Linked DNA regions of Mus musculus: region 2 is linked to region 1. A link is a contact called in public HiChIP or PLAC-seq data. All regions are on one chromosome and are shown on one strand. The core of a region is the stretch at or near the end of the contact, and the rest is flanking DNA. Distances in the headings are between cores, read along the strand shown. Region 1 overlaps Cdh23 (cadherin 23 (otocadherin)). Region 2 holds the start of Slc29a3 (solute carrier family 29 (nucleoside transporters), member 3).

Region 1 (5,806 bases), core at 2,754-5,253:
TCCAAAGAGCCTGGCTGGTCCCTAGGGCCTTCTCACTGCCTGCTCAGGCCACCAAAGCTGATGAGGGAACATTGGTGAGCCCTTTGGTGTCACCACCTAATGGCTGTGTGATGTATGTAAGCCCAGCGCCAAGTCTTTCATTTCTCAACGACATGAAGCCAAGGTGAGGTCAAGAACTCTGTGCCTTATCAGGTGGGAAGGGACCACACTAGCCCTGTCCCCAGCTTGTGCAGCCACCTCCAGTTCAGGCTTGACCACAGACAAGGACAGAGTAGGCTGTGCTGCTCTGCCAAGCTTAGGGCCCATCTCTGGCCTGTCTCACCTGCTCCTGTCATCCTTGAATCCAGCCTTGGTTAACGCTTTAACCTACAGCCCCTTTAGCTTGGGCAGACCAATGCAGGGTGGGGACAAGCTGGCAGATGTACTTGAAGCCTAGCTGGGGCTTGGAGTGAGATACTTGTATATCTGTCTATAACTACATCTGTGCCCATCTACATTATATATATGTGTGTGTGTGTGTGTGTGTGTATGTATACATATAGTATAATACAGCATTAATATATAATAATATATATAATAAATGAGTCTGTATATGTGTGTAGGTCTGTATGTATACATATATATATGTACATATGTATGTGTATACATGTGTATATAAATATGTATATATGTTTGTATGTATTATATATGTGTGTGTGCATGTGTAGAGTTATATGTATATACCTGTGTGTACATGTTTGTGTGTATAGAGACCAGAAGTCAATCTTGGGAATTCTCCCTCAGGAGCTGTCCACCTTGCTTGAGACAGGGTCTCTCACTCGGATCTGGGGCTTGCTGGTCAGGTGAGGCCAGATAGCCAGTGAGCCCCAGGGACAGATCCTCCTGTCTCCCGTCCCTGCCTTCCAGCACTGGGATTACTAGCAGGTACCATCACACTTCTATGGGGGTTTGGAGGATCAAACTCAGATCCTTCCACATTTGTGCACAGCATTTGACTGCAGAGCTGTCCTCCCAGTCCCTGTAAGTCTCTTTAGCTGTGACCACATCCCTACCAGGTAAGTACATATAACCCGTCCCCCATTGTGGCTTCTGTATGAAATGTCCTCACATTGAAGGTTTGGTCTCCAGCTGGGATGCTATCTGGGGAGGTGTGACCCAGATAAAGGAAGTAGGTCACTAGGGTGGGCGGGCCCTGGGAGCGCATTGCACCTGGCCCTGTTCCTGTGTGCATCCTTCAAGTACTCATCACACACTCCAGTTACCTCGATGTTGTGTCAAAGAGCATGAGACCAAAGGACCATGGGTTAGACCCTCTGGAACCATGAGTTGAAATAGATCCTCCCTCCCTTCTTGTTCTGTCAGGCATTTTGGTCTCTGTTATGGAAGAGCAACCTTTAGCAAGGAACAAACAGAAGCTCCAAGATGCCGAGTTACCTGCCCTCACATCCCCACTTACATCCATCTTGTGCCGTGAGGGATACAGGACCCCAGTGTGTTACCCTCAGGGCTGGATATCTAGTCACCCATGCAGTACTCTGTGCAGTCTGGCAGTCACTGCTCTGGCCCCACCCTGTGCAGCTCTGTCTGCCTGAGCATCCAATAAGCCACCTCCTTCCTCAGACTTGCTCACAGCAGCTACAAGATGTCCACTGCCGTATCAAGTGACAGATAGGCCAGGCTCACATAAGGATGTGCTCAAAGGCCTGCAGGTAGAGAACAGAATTCCCTTCCAGACACCCCTCCTCCCTCTTCCCTGCCAGTCTAGAAATGAGTATATGGGTGTCCTACAGGATACTCCTGAGGCCTCCATGTCAGGCTTCAGGATGGTGGGGAGAGGGCACAGTTGGCCACACAGGTGTCTCAGACTGTACCTGGCTACCCAGGCAATCCTGGGTTCCAGGTGAACGCTTCAACTATCCTCTAGCGCCCCCTTCTGGTACTTGTGTAGAGACCACCCCACCTTGTCTCTGCTGGGTGCTAGATTGACACAGGACATCTGTATACTAGTACATTTTACTAGAGAATCTGATGGCCTCTACAGGGACTAGAGAGGTGGCTCAGGATTTAAGGGCACTAACAAGTGCTTCATGAAGCTTGCTGCTGGGTATTCAGCATGGTGACTCACTACCTGCTGCTGTATTGACAGAGCAGAAGTCCAAGACGCCAGCCCTTTGGCAAAATGTAAGGGTTCACTCCATCAGCAAAGCCTTGGGTTCTGTACATAGCACAGGCTCTTCCAGAGGATCCAAGCTTGGTTTCCCGCATCATGTCAGGAAGCTCATGGGTAACCTATGACCCCAGTTCCAGGGAGCATGATACTATCTTCTAGCCTCTGTAGGTACCTGCACACACACACACACACACACACACACACACACACACACACACACACACACACACACACAAATATACAAATAAATATATTTTAAAAAAATATTACTGTTCTTCTCTGCTTAAAAAAACTCCAATGCCTCCTTGTTACTTGATAAACTAATCCAGGCCAATATCCTGATGTCAAGGCTAGTCACATCCCAGCTAACCTTCATTCCTGTAGCCCCATCTTCCCTGACACACCCCAAACTCTTCACATAGTGCATTACCCCATCCCTTCATTCAAAATCCTGACCATCAGGACCCACTCTTCCCTTACAGAGCCCTCGGAACATTCCCTGGTCTTGGCCAGGAGTCCTTGGTCACATCTCTCAGGGAATGCGTGGCATAATCTGGGGTCTTGAAAATCACTCATGAGCCCCCACTTCCCTCCCGGTAAAGGAAAAGCTCAGATCCCACTTGTTGCTACCTGCGGCCATGAGCAGACAGATGCTCCTGTGGCCAGTGAGGAACCCTGAAGATTAATCAGGGGTAACCTGGGGTTCATGACACACCTCAAATTCTGGTTACTTCTGTGGTGGTCTGAATATGCTTGGCCCATAGGGAGTTGTACTGTTAGGAGGCGTGGCCTTGTTGGAGGGACTGTGTCACTGTGGGGCTGGGCTCTGAATCTCTGCCCAGTGGAGGAAGAGTCAGTCTTCTCCTGTTTGCCTTGGGAACAAGATGTAGAACTCTCTCTCAGTTCCTCCTGTACCATGCTGGCCTGGATGCTGCCATGCTCCCTGCCTTGATGCTAATGGACTAAACCTCTGAACCTGTAAGCCAGCCACAGTTAAATGTTGTCCTTATAAGAGTTGCTTTGGTCATGGTATCTGTTCACAGCAATAGAAACCCTAAGACAGCTTCTAAAGACCAACCTAGTGACAGCGTGGAGATTGAATGACTCTTTGTGAGGTTCTGCGGGCAGGACACAGTGGAAATATTGGGCAGATGGAGGATAGCTAGCCTACCTGAAGGCTTATGACACTCCCGCCCCCCTCCCCTTGCTGCTCAGTAAATTCTCTATAGCCTTTCCAGTGTGCTGGATACTGTACGAGGAACCAAAGTGTCAGGTCCTCTTTGAAAGGTGACTTATCATCAGAATAGAGAGACAGCTGAGAAAGAACTAGCTAGATAGTGGAACTCAGACAGTGGCCAGAGCCCTGAGGAGATACAGCAAAGAACAGGCTGTAGGCAGGGGAGTGAGGCTGAGAGGCCTCTCTGAATGGCAGAAGGCTCTGCATTAAGGTGCCTGGTGTTGGCAGGAGAGCTAACGACTGTGTGCAGCAGGACACCCAGGCCTGGGGACTTAGGACATCTTTGTCTCCCTCACCAGGCCTTCCCCAGTCTAGAAGGAATGAAGGTGGGTCAGGATCACCTGTCTCCCTGGCCAACTCATGTCCCCTTGGCCGGCTTCTGTCCTCATGGTCAGCACCTTGTCTCTGTGATGATTGGCACTTGCCCTGTGTTTAGCACCTGCCCCTGTGGTCAGCTCCTGTCCCCGTGGTCAGTGGTCAGCACCATTCCTGTGGTCAGCTCCTGTCCCCATGGTCAGTTTGTACCCATGCCAGCACTGCCCCTGTGGTCAGCACCGCTCCAGTGGTCAGCTCCTGTCCCCATGGTCAGTGGTCAGCACCAATCCTGCGGTCAGCACCACTCCTGTGGTCAGCTCCCGTCCTTATGGTGGGTTTCTACCCATGCCAGCACTGCCCCTGTGGTCAGCACTGCTCCAGTGGCCAGCTCCTGCCCCACATGCCTTTGCTACAGGAATAGCCATGCCAGGCTGAGGTGCCAGGGCGCCCAGTTTCTGAGGCATCCCCTCAACCTCGCCCTGAACTGCTTTCCTGGGCGAGCGCATTCCACCTCTGAGCTTCGTGATTGCAGCCATGGCACTTATTTTCGTGATGGACAATGCCAACACAAGTGTAATTTTCTGCTGTGGACGGAAAGGGGAAAAAATAAATACACGTGGGGAGAAAATTCCAAAGGTTAAGACAAGGTGAGTGAGGAGCCTGGAGAGGGAGGGGGGATGTGGTCCCCAGACTGGTCCAAAACTCCAGTCTCTGCTCAGTGCATTGATGGTGGGCTGGCCCCCCCCCCCCCCCCCCCCCTTTTTTTTTTTTTTTTTTTTTTTTTTTTTGCTTTGAGCATTTCACTACAAGCCACAGATTTTTACAAGAATTTCCTATGCTTTCATTCTACCTTCCCAATAGCTCCATGGGACACCCCATTCTATAGATGAAGGAGGGAGCGGGGGGGGGGGGGACTCTGTAAGGTGAATTAGCTTGCCCAAGGTCACACAGCTGCAGTGCTGGGATATGGAAAAGGCAGCTGTAGCCTGAGCTGTTAACCATACACCTTCCTGATCCTATAGAGGTGGGTGTCCCTCGGAGCCAGGTGTCCCCTATAGGCAAGGCTCTCCTCTTGGCTCAGTGGCTCTGCCCCTGCTTGGGTGTCCTTCCAGCCTTGACTGAGAGGGGCAGCTCCTATAGCATGGGCTTGGCTTTTCCAAGATGTCACCCCTCAGCTAGCGGAGCTGGAACCTGGAAGAGGTGCCTTCCACTGACTTCCAAAGAAGATCCCCAGCTCTGTGTATGCTTGAGCTTGGTCTGTGTGGGTATCTTAGACTCAACCTGAAGGAAGGGAGGGGTATGGTGTGGTCCAACCTGACATCTCTGCTGAGGGTTGGGGCATCCATTCTGGTGAAAACAGATGTCCTCTGACCTACCCAACCCTCAGTATACAGGTCTCCCTGTGCCAGTGGGTCCAGGGCTCACAGCAAGCCTAGCACCCTAGATGTGTTCCCAGGGACTCCCCTTGCCAACAGGGAATAGATTCTCACACGTGCTCCCTGAAAGTGCCCTCGGACCCAGCTAGTACTCTCAAAGAGCCTTTCTAACTCACTTCCACTAGACGCAAGTGTCCTATCCCAGGATACCTGCCCTGCCAGCACCCTACACACACACACACACACACACACACACACACACACACACACACACACCACAGCTGTCTCCGCACCTCCCTGTAGGCCCTTGACTTGGCCTGGTCAATGCTCATCTGCAATTGTTGAGCCTTAAGCCCCACTGGTTCCCACTTGCTCACATCAGCTCTAGATGGCCATCCTCTGAGCCTCCTTCCAAATACAGCCCCGCCCTTCCTGGATGCTTCACTCTGCTATATGACTCTTTTCCTGTTGGGATGGGGACCTCAGAACACCTCAACTCCTTTCTATAGCCTAAAAGCTTTCCATTACTGTACCTCCTCCTGTTCTGCATCTTCTGAAGTCTTTATACATAGACCCTTTCTCTCTGGGTCTCAAATAGACCCTCTTCCTGGTATCCTGGCTTTCCCTTGTATATACTTCCAGCATCTCTTTATTTTCTCTCTGGCTCAGGCAGGCAGAGAGCACTCAGGTTACTAACCCTGAGCCATG
Region 2 (5,789 bases), core at 489-2,988, 310 kb after region 1:
CCTTGGAAGGTACACAGAGGTCTTCCAACAGTGGGTGTTTTCAAGGGAGACTGGGACAGGGAGGGAGCATCCTTGTTAAGTCTTTTTTTTTTTATGCCTTTTGAATTTGAACAATGTGTGCTTGCTGTTCAATCAAGTTAGGCCAGGCTGTGCACATACATCTACAACCCAGTAACACTCTGGAGGTGAAGGCAGGAAGATCAGGATTCAAGGTCAGCCCTGCTACATATCGAGTTTAAGGGCTAACCTGGACTAAGTGAGACCCTATTTCACAAAGAAACCACTCCAGGACTTCAGAGTGCCAGCGACACCCAGTGAGTGAGCCATGACAGCCGGGTATTAGGTCCGGAGGAATATGAGGCTCAGAAAGTTCAAGCCACTTGCCTAGGTCACAGGGGCATGGATGATACAGTCACGCTGTCTGGATGCCCTGGGGGGGGGGGGGGGTTTCCCTAACCTCATCTCCCTCCCCCAACCCCCAGGGATAATCTGGGAATGTGACTCCATCTGCTGGTTCCAAGTCCCCATAGCCCTCCCTCTTGAAGGCTTCCTGCAGCAAGAAGCTATGAGCAGAGACAAACAAGGGGAATGCCCCTCATCAGCACTGCTGGATAAACAGATCCCTGACTATTGCAGCGGAGCCCTGGCTCAGGCAGGCCAGAGGTTCTACAGTGTCCTAGCAAGCTGAGCAGACCCCTCTACAGCCTTAATTCACACAAAGACCAAAGAGGACCATGCAAGGACCTAGACAGGGCCATCCATGCAAACGTGCTTTAAATTATTGTTTGTTTTTTAAATATAAACAGAATCTAGAGAAATGTTTCAGCAGTGAAGAGCGCTTGCTGTTCTTTCAAATGACCCGTGTTCAGTTCCCAGCACCCTAGTCAAGTAGCTCAGCTACTTTTAACTCCTGTTCCAGGGAATTCTATGCCCTCCTGTAGCTTTTGTGGGCACCTGAAAGAACTGCACATACCCACACAAAGGCACACATATGTACACGTATTTTCTTTTTTAGTGTGAAAGATAATCATGAAGCATCAGAGAACTGGCAAGGACCTGTTCCATTTCCAGAAGTTCAGGCTAGGAGGGTGGGCGCACGGCTCAGCGGCTCAGTGTGGGTCACCCAGACCCACACAGGTCTGAAGTCCCTTCTCAGCTACTGTGTCTATTCATCAAGGACTACTCAGCCTTGACCAAGCATCTGAAGTTGCCAGGGATCTTCTCTAACCAGGTCACGGGCGGTGCAGTGGACTGAGCAACGCCTTATTACTCTTTATAAAAGGTAGCTGTGGCTTTGGATGAATAGAGAAAGACAAAGAAAGGAGAGGAGGCGGAGAACCTCCCGGGGCCAAGCTGTCCCTGCCTCTGACTGGGGTCCTGGGGTAAGGACCAGTCAGAGCTGGAAAGGGTAGGAGTCTGGGGACTGAGAACATGTCTGGCCAGCCCGTGTGCCACGATGGCTCCTGTGGACACAGGCTGGGGTCCAAGAGCGAGCCTGGCAGTAGGCTAAGACAAGTCCTCGCTGCAGAGGCAGCTGTGGCATCCGATCCGGACCCGCAAAGCCTTCTGGATCTTTCGGGCCGACCTGTCCCCACACGCGGGACCAGAGAAGAGTGTGGAGGAGAGGCCAGGCTCAGCCTCGGGAAGGGAAGACCCAGCCAAGCATGGGGGCCGCTGCACCCGCACTTACTGTCGCTGCCGCTGCTACCTCCACCAGGTCCAAGGCGCTGGGCCACTGTGACCAGAGCTCAGCCAGGCCGGGCTCCGCCCTTGTCCTCCCAGCCCCGCCCTCCTTTTCTCAGCTCACCACGCCCCGTTCAGCGCTTCCGGGTTTGCCGACTCCTCCCTCTGGCCCCGCCCCCACGCGCGCCTCTTCCTGGCCTACGGCAGTAACTGCAGGCGTCCAATTGCAAAGTGAAAAAAGTGTGGCTTTGGAACAGGTCCTGCCTGACTCCCTATTGGTATCCACCGCCTCATTCCCTAGGGTGCCCCACAGCCCCCTGCTCCCCCTCAATACTTCCAGAGCAGGATGTACCAGCAAGATGAACTTGGCCTCCCAGCCTAGGTGGAGAGCCGCAGAGAGAGCTTGAAGCTATTTGGTGGCAGTGAGCGAGGCCAGAGTGAGCAGATTTGTGTTGGAGGGGCAATCCAGATGCCACATCTGCAGAAGAGAAACTTTTGGGAGACTCTGAGATCAAAGTTCAGGAGAGAGCTGAAGATGGCTCCTGTACAGCTCCGAGTGCAGAGTGGGGGTTACGGAACCGATGTGCTTTGTTTTTGTTTTCTTTTTGAGAGAGAGAGAGAAAAGTGGGGAACCTAAGGAAACACCCAAGAGTGGCAGAAGTTTGGGCTTCCTTTCTACCCAATCCCTTACCACTGGGGGGTGACTTCCTCCGCTGCCCTGCAGGGGACGTGTAGGTGTCACCTACCACCCGCACTTGGGAGGCTCTGGGGTTTAGGCTCACCTTAGCTACATAGTGGTCAGCCCAGGTTACTTGAGACCCTGGCGGCGTTAGGGTTGGAGTATACATGCCTGCGCTGTCCTTACAGATCACCTGAGGAGAGGAGGTAAGGACAGGAGGGGAAAAGAAAGAGGCAGAGTAGGAGTTGGCTGATGTCCTGCGCTAGACCAGAGAAAACGTGGGCACAAGCAAGGCTGGTGTGGGCCAGTCCCAGAGACCAGCTGGGGACTTACTGATGCCAAAGCTTAGTAGGCTTCTTTTCATAAGTGTGAAGGGGGAAAAAATAGAATTTTCTCTACCCATCATGGTTCCTAGTTGGCAAAGGATCCCTAATATCAAACACAGAAGAAAAACAACAGGCTTTTAATAATGTGTAACACAGACACACACACACTTGCCCACTCACACACATACACATGCACACTTTTAGACACACTCACATATATGTATACATGCACCCATGCACACATGTACATATGCACACACATCAGACATGCATACCCACATACACACGTGGGTGAGGCTCAGAGAAATGAGTAAATCTCAAAACATGGCCTAAATACCAGCCTCAACTGCAAGGGGAACACGTGAGGTCTGGAATTCGGCTCTGTGGGAGAGCAGAAGCTAGCATGCTCCAAGCCGTGGGCACACTCCCTACAGGGCACAGAGGAGGCAAAGGTTACCTCAGGATCAGAAAAAGCACAGCAAACAAGAAGGTAGCCTGGGCGGTTCTCCTTGTCTCCCTGTGTCCTTTGCTGTGATAAAACCCCGGAGTAAAACTGACTTGGGACGGAAAGGGTTAATTTCATCTTAGAACTCCACTGAGGGGAATCGGAGCCAAAACTGAAGATAGGAAGCTGGAAGCAAGAATTAAAGCAGACACCAGGAAGAAACTGAGGCTTACAGGACTTGATCTCTCGGTGGTAGAAACTCAGGAGTTAGGGAACTCCTGGAGGCAGGAACTGAGACAGAAGCCGTGGAGTAAAGTTGCCCTCTGGTTTGCTTTAATACAAGCCAGGGCCACCTACAAGGCATAGCTATAAAAGTACCTTTCATTGGCCTAATGTAATTGTTGTCTCAGAGGTTTACTGCCTCTGTCTGCTAACCTAGGCCTAGTCTTGGAAGCTTCTAGCCTCTGTACAATCTTACCTAGGCCTAGAATGTTTACAGCCTCTGAGACTGCTGAATTTCAAGCTCACCCTTTCCTAGTTTTTTTTTCTGAGTTCTGGCTGTCTGGTTCAACTCAGCTATTCTGGCTCAAAGTCCTCTCTACACTGACTGACTCAATCTGGCTTTTCTAGGCTTCTCCTGAATTGCTCTGCTCAGGCTCATACTAACTTCAGCAATCTGTTCTGGTCCTTGGGCTCCCTCTCATTCTCTGGTTCCTTCTGTCTTCACCTGTGTCTGGCTTGTTTTCCCTCTGCAACCTGTCTCTGGACAACTGTCCCAGTAAGGACTGTCTTCCTCCCCTCTTCCTCTCTGCATTGCTCTCTCTTAAGTAGCCTCTCTTTTCTCTCTGTTCTTGTGAGAGTTGGGCAGATCCTATTCTGTCAAATCTTTCTCTGATTCATCACTTTGTCTGCCACTCAATAAGATATCACTTTCAAACATGGGTGCTACCTTCTCCAAACTAACTTTACCTTCATTGTTTTGGATTAAAGGTGTGTACTAAGGGCATGTCTGCATTCCAGCCAGAGGGATTAAAGGTGTGTACTAAGGGCATGTCTGCATTCCAGCCAGAGGGATTAAAGGTGTGTACTAAGGCTGAGTCACACCACAACTAGAAACAGATTTTTCCAGTAAACCACACAATCTCGGGGTTCACAGTGTGATCAAGTATCCTGCAACACACGACACTATCCCCAGTGGGTCAATCACTAGTTAAGAAAATGCCCCATAGATTTGCCTACAGACCAATCTGATGGAAGAGGGTTTTTTTCAGATGACTACAGATTGTGTCCAGTTAACAAAATACTTAGGCAGTTTTGGGGAATTCAGGTTGAGTGGGCCCATAAAAAGTATTTGGGTCCTCACTTTCCAAGACTGTAGGTCTGCCTGCTCTCCCTTTTCTGCCCTTACTGGATGTCTTAGTTTACTTTTCTGTTCCTGTGATCAAATACCATGGACAAAGCACTTTAAGGGAGAAAGGGGTTAGGCCACAATTCTATTTCCTGCCCATCTTGGCAGGGAAATCAAGGCAGCAAGAGCCAGCAGCAGCAGGTTACATTCCATCTGAAGTCAGCAGAGAGTAGTGCACGCATGTGCTCAGCTAGCTTTCTTCATCCTTATACAGTTCAAGATTTCCCTGAGTAGGGAATGGTGCCACCCATCATGGGCTGGGTCCCCCCACTTCAATCAGTGTAGTTTAAATATTGCATCACAGACATGGCTGGAGGCCCATTTGCTGTGCTTCTAACTTCTGTGTGGTTGACAATAAACAGCGTTCATTATACCTGGGATCTTTTTTTTTTTTTTTTTTTTAACTACATGGCCTTTCCCCATGACTAGCCCATGTAGAGAATGAGACTGTGGAGTGTGCAGTCCTAAATGGGATGTATATAGAACACCCTTCCCTCTGAGACTCAGGGATCACTGACAGAGTATAGAAACATGATAAAAGCCAAAGGTGGTAAATGTGGCAAGCACACAGTGTTCTGTTCTGAGGCACAACAGGGATGCTACACACATGAACCCACAGTGGTTATGATAGCAGGCTGTGGTAGTTTAAATTAGTGTGGCCCCCATAGACTCCTGTGTTTGGATGCTTGTCCAAAGAGAGTGGCACTATTAGGAGGTGTGGCTTTGGTGGAGGGGGTGTGGCCTTGTTGGAAGGGGTGTGGTCTTGTTGGAGGAGGTGTGGCTTTGTTGGAGGAGGTGTGGCCTTGTTGGAGTAAGTGTGTCACTGTGGAGGTCTTAAATGCTCAAGCCATGCTCAGTGTAAAACACATCCAGTCTCCTCCTGGTTGCCTTTGGATCAAGGTCTCCAGCACTACATCTACTCCCATGATTCCATGCTTCCCACCATGATGGACTAAACCTCTGAAGCTGTAAGGTAACCCCAGTTATATGCTTGCTTTTTAAGAGTTGCCATGGTCATGGTGACTCTTCACAGCAATAAAACCCAAATTAAGACTTAAGGCCCATGCAAACTTAAGCCAGACAAAATCCCAGCATGAAAGTAGGGCCAAGTGGGCAGGAAGTTCCACCCCTTCTGGAAGAGAAAGTGGCATTTGATAGCTAATTTAGACAATGCAAATGGAACTCCACAAGTTGAGAGAGAGAGAGAGAGAGGAACTAGGATAGCACAGCAAGTTGGGTGGACAGGGA

Evidence for each region. HiChIP or PLAC-seq counts read pairs in DNA pulled down with a chosen protein or histone mark.
Region 2: an H3K4me3 HiChIP or PLAC-seq map of neural tube shows a contact between it and region 1, with 2.9 times the contacts expected there. The contact joins the promoter of Slc29a3 here to the enhancer-like site in region 1. A contact is called at or near these places in 9 of 39 promoter capture datasets (the 3T3-L1 cell line, the HPC-7 cell line, cranial neural crest and 4 more), 4 of 15 datasets of contacts at CTCF or cohesin (the NIH/3T3 cell line, embryonic stem cells, large pre-B cells and 1 more), 6 of 484 Hi-C or Micro-C datasets (bone marrow-derived macrophages, embryonic stem cells and pre-B cells), 21 of 115 datasets of contacts at active chromatin or transcription factors (the NIH/3T3 cell line, bone marrow-derived macrophages, craniofacial prominence and 14 more) and 1 of 9 other capture datasets (adipose tissue).

The regions. Positions count from the first base shown.
Region 1 is chr10:60,441,373-60,447,178 of GRCm38.p6, forward strand. All of the region lies in intron 15 of Cdh23 (cadherin 23 (otocadherin)), which reads right to left. Among named protein-coding and RNA genes, the nearest start is that of Gm17455, 45 kb to the left of the region's middle. Within about 2 kb of position 4,004, at least 30 of the 459 cell types and tissues checked have an H3K27ac peak or open chromatin away from gene starts, as enhancers often do. A contact at or near this core is called in craniofacial prominence, embryonic limb bud and neural tube, where this site is marked.
Region 2 is chr10:60,751,044-60,756,832 of GRCm38.p6, forward strand. Slc29a3 (solute carrier family 29 (nucleoside transporters), member 3) reads right to left here and starts at 1,739. Exons shown (of 6, transcript NM_023596.3): 1 at 1,691-1,739. The coding sequence starts at 1,691.